2 separate regions of the Callithrix jacchus genome follow, and region 2 is linked to region 1. The links are chromatin contacts, called in public Hi-C maps. All regions are on one chromosome and are shown on one strand. The core of a region is the stretch at or near the end of the contact, and the rest is flanking DNA. Distances in the headings are between cores, read along the strand shown. Region 1 overlaps VMP1 (vacuole membrane protein 1). Region 2 overlaps TUBD1 (tubulin delta 1).

The links. A called contact is a pair of places that touch in the nucleus more often than the background predicts.
Region 2: a Hi-C map of skeletal muscle shows a contact between it and region 1, with 9 times the contacts expected there. The contact joins two enhancer-like sites. A contact is called at or near these places in 2 of 3 Hi-C or Micro-C datasets (induced pluripotent stem cells and skeletal muscle).

The regions. Positions count from the first base shown.
Region 1 is chr5:94,331,483-94,337,674 of calJac240_pri, reverse strand. The region is part of intron 5 of VMP1 (vacuole membrane protein 1); the gene reads right to left. Among named protein-coding and RNA genes, the nearest start is that of VMP1, 48 kb to the right of the region's middle. Within about 2 kb of position 4,869, at least 5 of the 16 cell types and tissues checked have an H3K27ac peak or open chromatin away from gene starts, as enhancers often do.
Region 2 is chr5:94,438,833-94,445,457 of calJac240_pri, reverse strand. It overlaps TUBD1 (tubulin delta 1), which reads left to right. Exons shown (of 9, transcript XM_035300688.3): 9 at 101-857. The coding sequence ends at 203. Among named protein-coding and RNA genes, the nearest start is that of TUBD1, 35 kb to the left of the region's middle. Within about 2 kb of position 3,942, at least 4 of the 16 cell types and tissues checked have an H3K27ac peak or open chromatin away from gene starts, as enhancers often do.

The sequences.
Region 1 (6,192 bases), core at 3,620-6,119:
AGCCACTGTGTCCAACTTGTTTGTTTTATGAGACAGGGTCTTGCTCTGTCACCCAGTCTGGACTGCAGTGGCATGATTATGGCTCACTGCAGTCTGACCCCCTCAGGCTCAGGCGATCTTCCTGTCTCAGCCTCCTGAGTAGCTGGGACCACAGGTGCAAGATGCCACACCCAACTTTTTTTTTTTTTTTTTGAGACAGGGTCTCTCATTCCATTACCCAAACTTGTAATGCAGTGGCAAGATCTTGGCTCACTGCAGCCTCAACCACTTGAATTCAAATGATCCTCCCACCTCAGCCTCCTGGGTAGCTGGGACTACAGGTGTGTACCACCATGTCTGGCTAAGTTTTTGTACTTTCTGTAGAGATGGGGTTTTGCCTGTTGGTCTCTAACTCCTGAGCTCAAGTGATCTACTCACCACAGTCTCTCAAAGTGCTGGGATTACAGATGTAAGCCAGAGTGCCCAGCCCAGCTAATTTTTTTTTTTTTTTTTTTTGGTAGAGACAGGTCTCCCTATGTTGCTTAAACTCTTGGGCTCATGGGGTTCTCCCACCGAGGCCTCCCAAAATGCTGGGATCACTAGTGTGAGCTGCCACACCTGGCTCCAGCTAATTTTTCTATGTTTTAATAGATACAGGATCTGTCTATGTTGTTCAGGCTAGTCTCAAACTTGGTTCAAGGAATCCTCCTGCCTTGACCTCCCAAAGCACTGGGATTAGAAGTAAGCCACCACGCCTGGCACATACATTGCTGAAAACTTCAACATTTATATTTCATTAATTGATAGAACAACTACATTGATAATTGTATGGGCACAGAAGACTTGAATAATATAGAAAATCCCACATTGATAGAACAACTACATTGATAATTGTATGGGCACAGAAGACTTAAATAATATAGAAAATCCCACCCAATAAGGGCCAAATATATATTCAAGTACACAAGGAACATTTGTGAAGACAGACCATATGCTGTGCTATAAAATGAGTTTGAATGCATTTAAAGGATGTGACTTGTGGCAAGGTAAACATCAATATAGGGAGTATTTCTTAAAGTGGCAAATAGGCCAGGCAGGGTGGCTCACGGCGGTATTCTCAGCACTTTGGAAGGCTGAGGCAGGAAAATCACTGGAGCCCAGGAGTTTGAGACCAGCCTGGGCAACATGGCAAGACCCTATTTCTTAAAAAAAAAAAAAAAAAAAAAAAAGCTGGGTCTGGTGGTGTGCATCTGTAATCCCTGTTATTTGGGAGGCTGAAATGAATGAAAGGACTGCTTGAGTCTGGGAGGTCAAAGTTGCTGTGAGCTGAGATTGTGTCACTGCACTCCAGTCTGGGCGACAGAATGAGACTGTCTTAAAAAATAAAAAAGTTGCAAATAAAGGTCTTTTTTGGTAACTCAGGATAGTTATTCTAGATGAAGTCAAATCAACAAGATAGCTCTGTTATTTATGACTTATTGGACATCTGGATTTGCTTCATTTCAAAGTTCCATATATCTACTCTGATGAGCAGTATTACATTATATTTTCCAAAGATTGGTAATGGAATAATTTTGCCTGGTCCAGGATAAAAGATGTAGTGTTTGGCTAGGCAAGAGTATGTCTGGGTGACAGCAAATCGTTCTTAGATCAAAGGGTAAGATTTCTAATAAGAGCAGATGTAGGTATTTGTGGAAAAAGATATTTTATCTTTTTAAAACTCTTTTTAGCTTAAAAAGTTACATTTCCATGATTTACATTCTTTCGTGAGTTTTAGTGATCAGAAAAAACCGAGCTGAGATAATTCTATGTAATCAATTATTACTCTAGCTTCAGGAATAATAATATACTACTAGTTCAGGAATAATAATATACTACTAGTTCTTCTAATTAAGAGAAACTTAGAATTAAAAAAAAAAAATTGTCAGCTGGGCACAGTGGCTCACACCTGTAATCCCAGCACTTTGGGAGGCCGAGGCGGGTGGATCACGAGGTCAAGAGATTGAGACCATCCTGGCCAACATGGTGAAACCCCATCTCTACTAAAAATACAAAAACTAGCTGGGCGTGGTGGCACACGCCTGTAATCCCAGCTACTTGGGAGGCTGAGGCAGGAGAACTGCTTGAACCCAGGAGGTGAAGGTTGCAGTGAGCCCAGATTGTGCCACTGTACTCCAGCCTGGCGCCTGGTAACAGAATGAGACACTGTCTCAAAAAAAAAAAAAATTGTCCTAGAGGGGCAAAATTATATAAAACCATATATATATCTCTCTCCATCCTCATCTGGTAGTGAAGAGCTTTAAGTAGTTTTCTGACAATAATGTAGTATCTGTGTAAACCCAGAGAAATAAATCCTTGTACCACAAACACTAATTAGGGTCACAGTAAGAAAGGGGTGAATAATATATTCATACTTTAATTTGTGAAAAAATCATATTAGTAAAATGATAAACAAGTATACACGCTGATGCTTACTTTTAAGTAAGTAAACAATTTTCTGGATTTTGAATTTTTCAAGTTCTTTGGATTTATACTATAGCAGCTCATGATTTACTATAATTATACCTTCTTCATACACTTTGTAGCATTTAAAGGACTGAAAAGGTTATATTCATGTCTATGTTTTATCAAGAAAAACAGTATACCATCCAAAAGACCACAGACAGAATACTGTTGGGTTTACTTTAGGGTCCTTTCTTACAGAGACATCTTTTAAAAACGAAAGACCTAAAAATGGTCGTATTAGTTAATTATTAGCCTAATTTAGGCAAGTATATTTATCAACCAAGATGAAGAATACAACACATTGAGAGTACAGTATGTGTGTTGTGTGTGTGTATGAGTATTTTTAAGGAAGACAAGCAGACAAAAGAGACAGACATTCTTCCACTCTAGACGGCTCCCTTAGAACTGATAAAACATTCCTAAAGACTAGAGTTGTTTGCACAACATCTGTAATGTCAATTCATAGCCTAATCCATCATCTATACACAGAAGTCAAGTGAGATCCCAAAGGCAAAATTTCCAATTAGTTTTGTCTGGAAAGTTTAGGGCAAAGGTAATAAAATCAAGAATCCTGTTCTGATTCACTGGGAAAACATTTATTTGTCACACTTCTTCACTAAGGAACAAAAGCAGTCAGTGGTTAGTCTGGAATGTGATTCATTAGGAATATCTGGGTGATAAATAAACAAAAAAAGATGACAAATGGTTGTTTGTATGACTTGCAAAACCTTTGTTTTCTTTCAGAGGACTTCAGAAACCCTTTTGCAAACACAGGAATTCTTCTCAGAATTTTTTTAATCATTGTTTTTCTCATTTGAGTCAGAAAACACAGTTATAGTCTACAGCAAATAATTCTAGAAGGCTAGAGTATAAAATGTCGATTCCCAATGGGCACTGACAAGTTTAACCAGTGTTTATATTCTTTTTGTGAAGAAGGTCCCAAGTTATGCCTCTGGTCTCTCTTCACAAAATGCAGTCCAGGCTGGGAACAGTGTCTCATGCCTATAATCTTAACACTTAGAGAGGCCGAGGCAGGAGGATCACTTGAGCCCAGGAGTTCAAGACCAGCCTGAACAACACAGTGAGATCCCATCTCTACTAAGAAAAAATATTAGCCCAGTGTGGTGGCATATCCCTGTAGTCCCAGTTACTTGGGAGGCTGAGATGGGATGATCACTCGAGTCCAGTAGTTCAAGGTTGCAATGAGCTATGATCATGCCACTGCACTCCAGCCTGAGCAACAGAACAAGACCCTGTCTCAAAACAAAAAACAAAAAACAAAACCAAAAACCAAAGAAACACACTGTGAAAAAGCAGTAACCTGGGCATGCATTAATGTAGATTTCAGTTTTCTAAATCTGTTGGTAAATTACTGTCAGTAACTTCTACTTCCTCTCCTTTGTTTAACACAAAACCTAATAATGCCTGTTACCCAGGTCATAGGTAGAAATATGAGATTATACTAAAAAAGTACAAGTATAAAATTGCTGGCCAAAACAAAATAAATATAAACTGTATAGTATCAGTTCATGCTCCAAGTTATAAATTCTGCCTTTGAAACTATTTTTATTATATTGAATTAATCCATGTTAAAAGGCATGTTTGCTTGGGCATGGTGGCTCATGCTTATAATCCCAGTACTTTGGGAGGCCCAGGTGGGTGGATCACTCTAGGTCAGGCGTTCAAGACCAGCCTGGCCAACATGGTGAAACCCTGTGTCTATTAAAAATACAAAAACTTAGCCAGGTGTGGTGGCGTGTAATCCCAACTATTCAGGAGGCTGAGGCAGGAGAATCGCTTGAACCCAAGAGATGGAGGTTGCAGGGAGTCCAGGTCGCGTCATTGTACTCCAGCCTGGGCGACAGAGTGAGTCACCATCTCTCTCTCTCACACACACACACACAAAGCATTTTCACCTTTGTTCTCTAGACCCAAGCAACTTTTGATCATACAGTTGACTTAAGTTTCAGGTGAAATGGGCTATTTATTTATGAGACAGCTGTTAAAAAAAAAAGTGGGGCTAGTATAAATTGTTTAAAATGTATGTCTGACAACAAACTTAAGCTAAACTAAATCTTCTTGGCTTCAATTTACACACACATTAATAAACTTAAGGGCAGGAAATTACCCAGTCTGTGCATACCCCCTCTGCTTGGCAAAAACCCAGCCGAATGTCCTGAAGACCTTGGTTTCTTCTTTTGATGTGGTGATGCTCAGCAGAGTTAATATATGAGTCATTCCTTAGGGAATGATGGGGAGAAGAGCTTTCATGCCCTCATCAAACAAAAGGCAAATAAATTTTTTTCTAAGAAGGGTCTGTTGGTCTTCCTGAAACAGCACTGAGTCACTGCATACTTACAGCCATAGTTATGAGGGTCTGGTAGCAAGTCATACCAGAGCCTTAACTTCTGGCAATTCCTTCCTTTTTTTGTCTTAAAAGGAGGATAGACAAGTGAACAATAAAGCAATATTCAGAAGTCAAGCTGAATTGATAGGGAAGAAGCTGGTTAACATTTTTTTAAAGAATGATTCCACTTCATGGTATTAACAACTACTACAATATTTCACTTACTGAAACTATATCACTATTTTATTTCAACCCATATCAATGTAGTTTTCCAAATAACATTTACTTTCAGCAACAGTCAACAGTTAAAAAGTATCAGAATGTCTATACCTAAGGAAAAAACAGCTTTTTAAAAAGTGTAAAATAAATTCCTTGACATCTACAGGTAAAAAAGAAAAAGAAGTGTAGCACTTTTTCCTTAGGGTGCCATATACAGACAGTGTCATGAGTATGAGATGGCAGATTTTTAAAATGTATATATTTTTTGTTTTTCTTTGTGCATTGACCTGTACTTAGAGATAAATGTACAATTTTAACACAATTTTTAGTAATGAAATAATCCCAAACTTTAAAGCAGAAACAGGCTGCTGAGTCTTACATAGGGGCACATATCTCACAACTTTATTTATATTTAATTTATAACAAAGAGTCAGGTATTTTTTTCTATAAAAATGGTTCTATTAAACAAATGGCTGACATATCATTCAAAGGATAATACCTTGATGTTACAGCTTCTAATAAAACCTGATCTATTCTACAATATAAATGAGTAGTTCCCCGACTTTTCTACTTTCAAGTGAAAGTAGAACTCTAACACTTAAAACATGAGAAAATCCCTCCTACTTAAATCTTCAATTGTGAGGAAATCCAATGGTTAAAATATATGGCAAACAGAAAAATCATAAAATATACTCAGCCTTCTACTCAGAGCCAAATATTTGGGTATCTTTTAAAATTATAAAATGATTGTTGATAGATTTTCTTTTCTTTACAGTTCTTTGTCTAGAAGTTGGGCTTGATTGAAAGGGGTACAGGGCTTTGTGAAACCTTTTGCCAGGAAACTGCTCCACCTAGTGTCAAAAGCTGTACATACATCACATTATATAAAAGAATAAACTGTAGCTGATGGACTTCTCTCCTTGTTATTATTAAGAACAGCCCTTCCCAGCACTTTGGGAGGCCGAGGTGGGTGGATCACGAGGTCAAGAGATCGAGACCATCCTGGCCAACATGGTGAAACCCCGTCAGTAAAGATACAAAAAAATTAGCTGGGCGTGGTGGCGCGTGCCTGTAGTCCCAGCTACTGGAGAGGCTGAGGCAGGAGAATTGCTTGAACCCGGGAGGCGGAGGTTGCAGTAAGC
Region 2 (6,625 bases), core at 2,693-5,192, 110 kb before region 1:
TGTTCATGAGCTAGAAAACGTCTGTTTATTGTTTAAGAGTTACTCATTTGCCTGACATTTTTTATTTTGTAATTTCTGTGTTTCTTTTTCACCTGGCCAGAGCCTACATTCATCAGTACACAAAATGTGGAATTGAAGAAGAGGACTTTTTAGACAGTTTCACGTTGTTAGAGCAGGTTATTGCCAGTTACTGTAACCTCTGATCTGGAGCAATGGGAAAAGTATCATTTTCGGACTAAAATATTTTCAGTACTATTTTCTCTGTAAAGTTTTCAAAGTTCCATTCTGTTAAAGTAACCAGGTAGAATGCTGAGTCTGTTCTGTATACGATGCCCACAGAAAAGGAAGACAACTTTTTAAATGGAGAATAGCATGTTTTCAATGAAAACATCCACTTAGTATTTCATCTGTAAGAAAAAAATGGTGCTTTATTCTTTATTGTCTTATTTTTCACACTCCATTGTATATACTAGCATGAAAAATGGTGCTTTATTAAAGAACTTTGGGAAAACACTTTGCCAAGATGTTGGGACTCTGGAACTAGCCAAGAAAATAGAATATTCTGTTTTTCTACATGTTCCTGAATCTTGCCTCTTTACTCCAAAAATAACTCACAAAGCATGAACCAAATTGTCACAGTATCATTTCAAGCTAAGGAATTATAATTCTGCACTTAATATATTCATGCTTGAAATGAATGCTTTGAGCCACAAGAGGGAGATGTTGTCAAATCCTACAGTATGACCATGTATTTTGAATATTCTGTAACAGGGTAAGAGTTTCTACTCTAAGCAGCTATTTAAAAGTAAATGTGAGGATTTTGGTAATAAATGCTTATGCTTAAGTACAAAAGTAAATATGTAAATGTGTACTTCGTGTGCTTTTCTTAAACTTTTTGGGCATGAAAAAATTGGGTCAGATTTTGTTTTGGATCTTGGAACACCAGAGCAGAAATTGGTTTTATTCAACTGTTACTTTAAAATTACCTATAATGGTGGCTCACGCCTATAATCCCAGCACTTTGGGAGGCTGAGGTGGGCGGATCACAAGGTCAAGAGATCGAAACCATCCTGGTCAAAATGGTGAAATGCCGTCTCTACTAAAGATACAAAAAATTAGCTGGGCATGGTGGCATGCGCCTGTAGTCCCAGCTATTCAGGAGGCTGAGGCAGAATTGCTTGAACCCAGAAGGCGGAGGTTGCAGTGAGCCCAGATCGTGCCATTGCACTCCAGTCTGGTAACAACAGCGAAACTCCGTCTCAAAAAAAAAAATTACTTATAATGGCCTGGGCGCAATGGCTCACACCTATAATCCCACCACTTTGTGAGGGCAAGGTGGAAGACCACTTGAGGCCAGGAATTTGAGACCAGCCTGGGCAACATAGTAAGACCCCCATCTCTACAAAAAAAAATTTTTTTTTTTTTTTGAGACGGAGTCTTGCTGTTGTTACCCAGACTGGAGTGCAATGGCACGATCTCGGCTCACTGCAACCTCCGCCTCCTGGGTTCAAGCAATTCTCCTGCCTCAGCCTCCCAAGAGTAGCTGGGACTACAGGCGCGCACCACCATGCCCAGCTAATTTTTGTATTTTTAGTAGAGATGGGGTTTCATCTTGTTGACCAGGATGGTCTCGATCTGTTGACCTCATGATCCACCCGCCTCGGCCTCCCAAAGTGCTGGGATTATAGGCGTGAGCCACTGCGCCCGGCCCCCAAATTTTTTTAATTAGTTGTCTGTGGTGGCATACACTTGTGGTCTGAGCTATTCTGGAGATTTGGGTGGGAAGATCACGTGAGCCTGGGAGGTCAAGGCTGCAGTGAGCTGAGATCATCCCTCTGCACTCCAGCCTGGGTGACAGAATGAGACTCTGTCTCATAAAAAAGAAAAAAAAAAATAGGAATGAAATTACTTATAGGTATCCAGCTGGTATGGATGATGGTTATATGCTTTTCAATAAAAGGGGTAGGAATTTTCACCTAAATTTTTCATAAGTTGAGAAAATTATCACCAAGGAAATATGGTTACTTGATGAAATTGACGCACAAGATTTGGTTTCACCCAAGACAAAACATGCTTAGAAATTGACAGCTGAGTTTGAAGGGAATGTTGTATTTCCATAAAACACATCACATGCAGTGTATTAACAAATGTAAAAATGAGAAATAGGAACATTTGCCCTTTCTGCCAAATCTACCAGTAGTGACTTTTATATGGAAAAATGACAGTTCACAGCTTCACTGGTTCTTCCTTTTCTTTCCATATGGAAATGATTACCTTTTTGCTGTTTTTCTTATCAACTGTTGCTATGATTTAAAATACTTAACCATATCTTATTTCTAAGGAATGTAAAAAGTGGTTTGTTCTGCTGCTAAAAGGCACACCCCACTGCTGCATTTCGTCAACCCAAGTATACTTGAAAAATAATTAGATCATAATTTTTACAAAACAAGTTAAAATAATTGTTTAAGCATTGAAGAGATCCAGACTGAAACAATTTCCCAGACTAAACCAGCATTTATGAAGATCCGTAACTGAATGTCTCACTAGGGTTTAATCCAATTCTGAGGAAACTTGCTAGAAGTTAACTTGAAAGAAAGTCATAAATTGAAGTCATTTGATATTTGAGAAAATTCATGAGGTACCAATAGGGGCAAGTATATTTCTAATTTGGCAACTCACGGAATCATTAGCAGGTGAATATTAGAAGTAAATCCCAACTAGACAGAGCTCTGGGTCCATTTACTTACGCTATCTGACCCCTTTTTTTTTTTATGATCCACAACTGCATTATTTGGTACGTATGGGTAACCATATGTATCAAATATATATTACATATTTTTTTTTCTTTTTCCTTTTTTTGAGATGGAGTCTCGCCCAGTTAACCAGGCTGGAGTGCAATGGCACAATCTCGGCTCACTGCACCCTCCACCTCCCAGGTTCAAGCATTTCTCCTGCCTCAACCTCCCGAGTAGCTGGGACTACAGGCTACTAGCATCTGCCATCCCACCTGGCTAATTTTTTGTAACTTTAGTAGATGGGATTTCACGATGTTGACCAGGCTGGTCCTGAACTCCTGACCTCGTGATCCGCCCACCTTGGCCTCCCAAAGTGCTGGGATTACAGGCGTGAGCCACCATACCTGGCCTTTTTCTTTTTTTAATTTTTTTTTGAGACAGGGTCTCACTCTGTCATCCAGGCTGGAGTGCAGTGACGCTCAGCTCATTGCGGCCTCAACCTCCCAGGCTCAAGAAATCCTCACACCTTAGCCTCACTAATAACTGGGACTATAGGTATGCACCACCATGCCCAGATAAGTTTTGCATTTTTGGTAGAGACGAGGTTTCCCCATGTTGCCCAGGCTGGTTTCAAACTCCTGGGCTCAAGCCATCCACCTGCCTTGGCCTCCCATAGTGCTGTGATTAACAGGCGTGAGCCACCACACCCAGCCAATACCTAAATAGTTTTAAGCTTGTGTTAAAACATTTACATTAAAAATAATTTTTTCTTGTCTATTTGGAATAACAAAATTTTTGCTCTTAAAGTTGTGGTTTTAAGTTAAAAATTAACACCAAGTGGCTGAGGTCAAAAGTTTCCAAATGGGGTGGCATTGGAAATGTACTTTGATTTGTGTGGAGATAATGGCCAGTCAGCCAGGACAACATTAGCTCCATTAGCTCCTGGGCTTACAGCTCCAGAAAACTTTGGAAATGTGATTTCTTAGATTACTGGGTAACTGGCACATTATCTTGTCAAACATTATTCTGCAGAGCAGAATGCACCCCAATGAACAGTGAGCACAGTATGAATGCAAACTTTCTTATCGTCAAGGTCTTTTCCTCTCTTATCTCCCCCCCCATCTGTGCTTTTCTCAAGAGCTTAAGCTGTAGAACCTGTTTTTTCCCATGCATCTGCCCCTCCCAGCACTGGGACCTCCCCGAAAACTCCCCTCTCCCATCCACCCTTACTATTCAATCTACAACATGTTTCTCCTGTATTTTACCCATCACTTAGAACTCAGTAAGTATGCCAACAATTCACTATTATCAACCAATTCATCCATTCAACTAGCATCTATTCAGTGCCAGGCACTGAGGAAGATGTTACTGATACAGGGATCAATGCTACATTGTCTGAATGAAGAAGCTGCTTTGGATGTTTGGTGCTACAATTCTAGCTTCCTTATGATTGCTTGTTATCTTGCCTGTGTGCATATTCACATTTTTTTCTAGGAAAGAATGTGGTCCAAGAAAGAATGAACTCAGAGCTCTGGTCTGGGCTAGACTCAAGTGTTGAAATGTCTCTTCACTAGCTCCATAGGCTCTATAAACTCTGCTCTGCAGTGCACATACCAGTGATTCTACTGACCACTGTCAGGTTTCCATATGCAAGTCTGGAGCCTGAAAGTCTGAAGTCCTGCTTGCCTCGGCTGATGTCTCCCACCCCCTGCCTGTGTTCACCATTGTCCCTGATCGCCCAGCAGAGCTTCTCTGAACAAGCCCCTCACCCAACCATGCCATCATAACTGTTCTTTTTTTTTTTTTTTTTTTTGAGAGATGGGGTCTCGCTATGTTGCCCAGGCTGGAGTGCAGTGGCTATTCACAGGTGCGATCTCACTACTGATCAGCACAGGAGTTTTGACCTGCTCTGTTTCCAACCTGGGCCGGTTCACCCATCCTTAGGCAACCTGGTGGTCTCCAGCTCCTGGGAGGTCACCATATTGATGCCAAACAGTGCGGACATCCGATCGGCATAGCGCACTATAGCCCAGAACTCCGGGGCTCAAGTGATCCTCCCACCTCAGCCTCCTGAGTAGCTGGGACTACAGGAACGTGCCACCGTGCCCGGCAACTGTTCTTATGATAATATAAATAGCTCTTACTCAACCCTGCCATTGTAACTGAACTTACTCTGCAACACCCCCGGCCCCCAAAAAAACTACCCAAACCTATCAAACCAATTCCTATCCCACTGCCCTTTACTAATGCCCTTTCCGGCCTTAGCCCACCTGCACCCAGGTGAATAAACAGCCATGTTGCTCACACAAAGCCTGTTTGGAAGGTCTCGTCATTCAAAGCGAGAGTTTTTCAGTATTTGGTGCCGGAAACCTGGGATGGGGGAACTCCTACGGAAGACCAAACCCCCATCCCTGTTCTTGTGCTCCCTCCATGAAGAGATCTGCCTGCCAACCTGGGGTCATCAGACCAGCCCACAGACGCACACCACCGGCTATTTTGGTAAGCAGTCTCTCTGGCTTTTCCATCCTTTTGTCTTTTCCTTTCCACTTCTCTGCCTTTCAGTTTCGTCCTTTTTCCACCGCAAAGACAAGGAAAATCAGGTAAACCAGGTTCTTCTTGAGGTTCATGAACAGAAAATCCTACGTAGGTCACGGATCCGGGAACCCAGTTTCCCCAGGGGTTTGACTATCGTGGAGACACATTCACCCTAGTCACTCACCCACCAGGCTCATGGCCGCTATTTGTGGCAGGTCAATGTAGAGGATGCTCTCTTTGACAGCTCACCAACGACAAGGTTCAACCCAGGCTCAACTAGGGACGCCTGTTGAGTGGCTGGGCTGTGTGCCTATTTTTGTCTCTGCTGCCTTTCCAGAACATGGGCAATCGTCCGTCCTCTATCCCTCCCTCCTCTCCGCTGGCCTGTGTTCTAAAAAACCTCAAACCTCCTCAACTGTCTCCTGACCTAAAACCCAAACGTCTCACCTTCTTCTGTAACACTGCATGGCCACAATACAAGTCAAACAACGGCTCCAATTGGCCAAAAAATGGCACTTTCAACCTCTCTATTTTACAAAATTTAGACAATTTTTGTTGCAAGACAGGCAAATGGTCTAAAATTCCCTACGTCCAGGCATTGTTTTACACTCCAATCCCTCCCTAATCTCTACTCCTTCTCTTCCCTTCCATCTGCCCCTCCTTCCTCCGGAGGTAAGCCAGAATCTTCCTTGTCCATCAACCCTTCCAATGGTTTTCCTCCCCGCCTGTCTGAACCAGACCCCAATCCAGAACCTAACCCCACCCCCAGAGCCTTCCTCCTCTTCCTCTGCCCACAACCCACCTCCTTATGCCCCTCCTGACACCTCCCCACCTCATACTCAGCCAGGCTTACAGTTTAGTCCCGTGCCCCTCCCCAACAATTCCCCCTTCCAGAGGCGGCTGGAGCCAAAGGCATGGTGCACATTCCTTTCTCCTTGTCCAGCCTTTCCCATACTGGCCACTGGTTAGGCTGCTTTTCATCAGATCCTCCAGTACTTAACCCAGTCCTATAATCTCACCTGGAGTAACTTAAATTTCATCCTTACTTCTACTCTCACCCCTAAAAAATGCTTAATTTGCATTTTATCACCCAATCAACCCCAACATTATGAAAATGTACAGAAATTAAAATCTGATCCTCAACCCCCACAGCAGGAATTAAGCAACTTCACCTTCAAGGTGTTCAATAATAGGGAAAAATCTGCCCGGAGGCAGCACATCTCAGAACCACAGATGCTTACCTCTTCCATAAGACAAACCCCAGCCACACCACCGGCTCACAGAAACTCCAAAGCACCCAGACTGTAGCGCATCCGGCCGCCCCTCCTGGACCTTGCTTCACATGTCAGAAACCT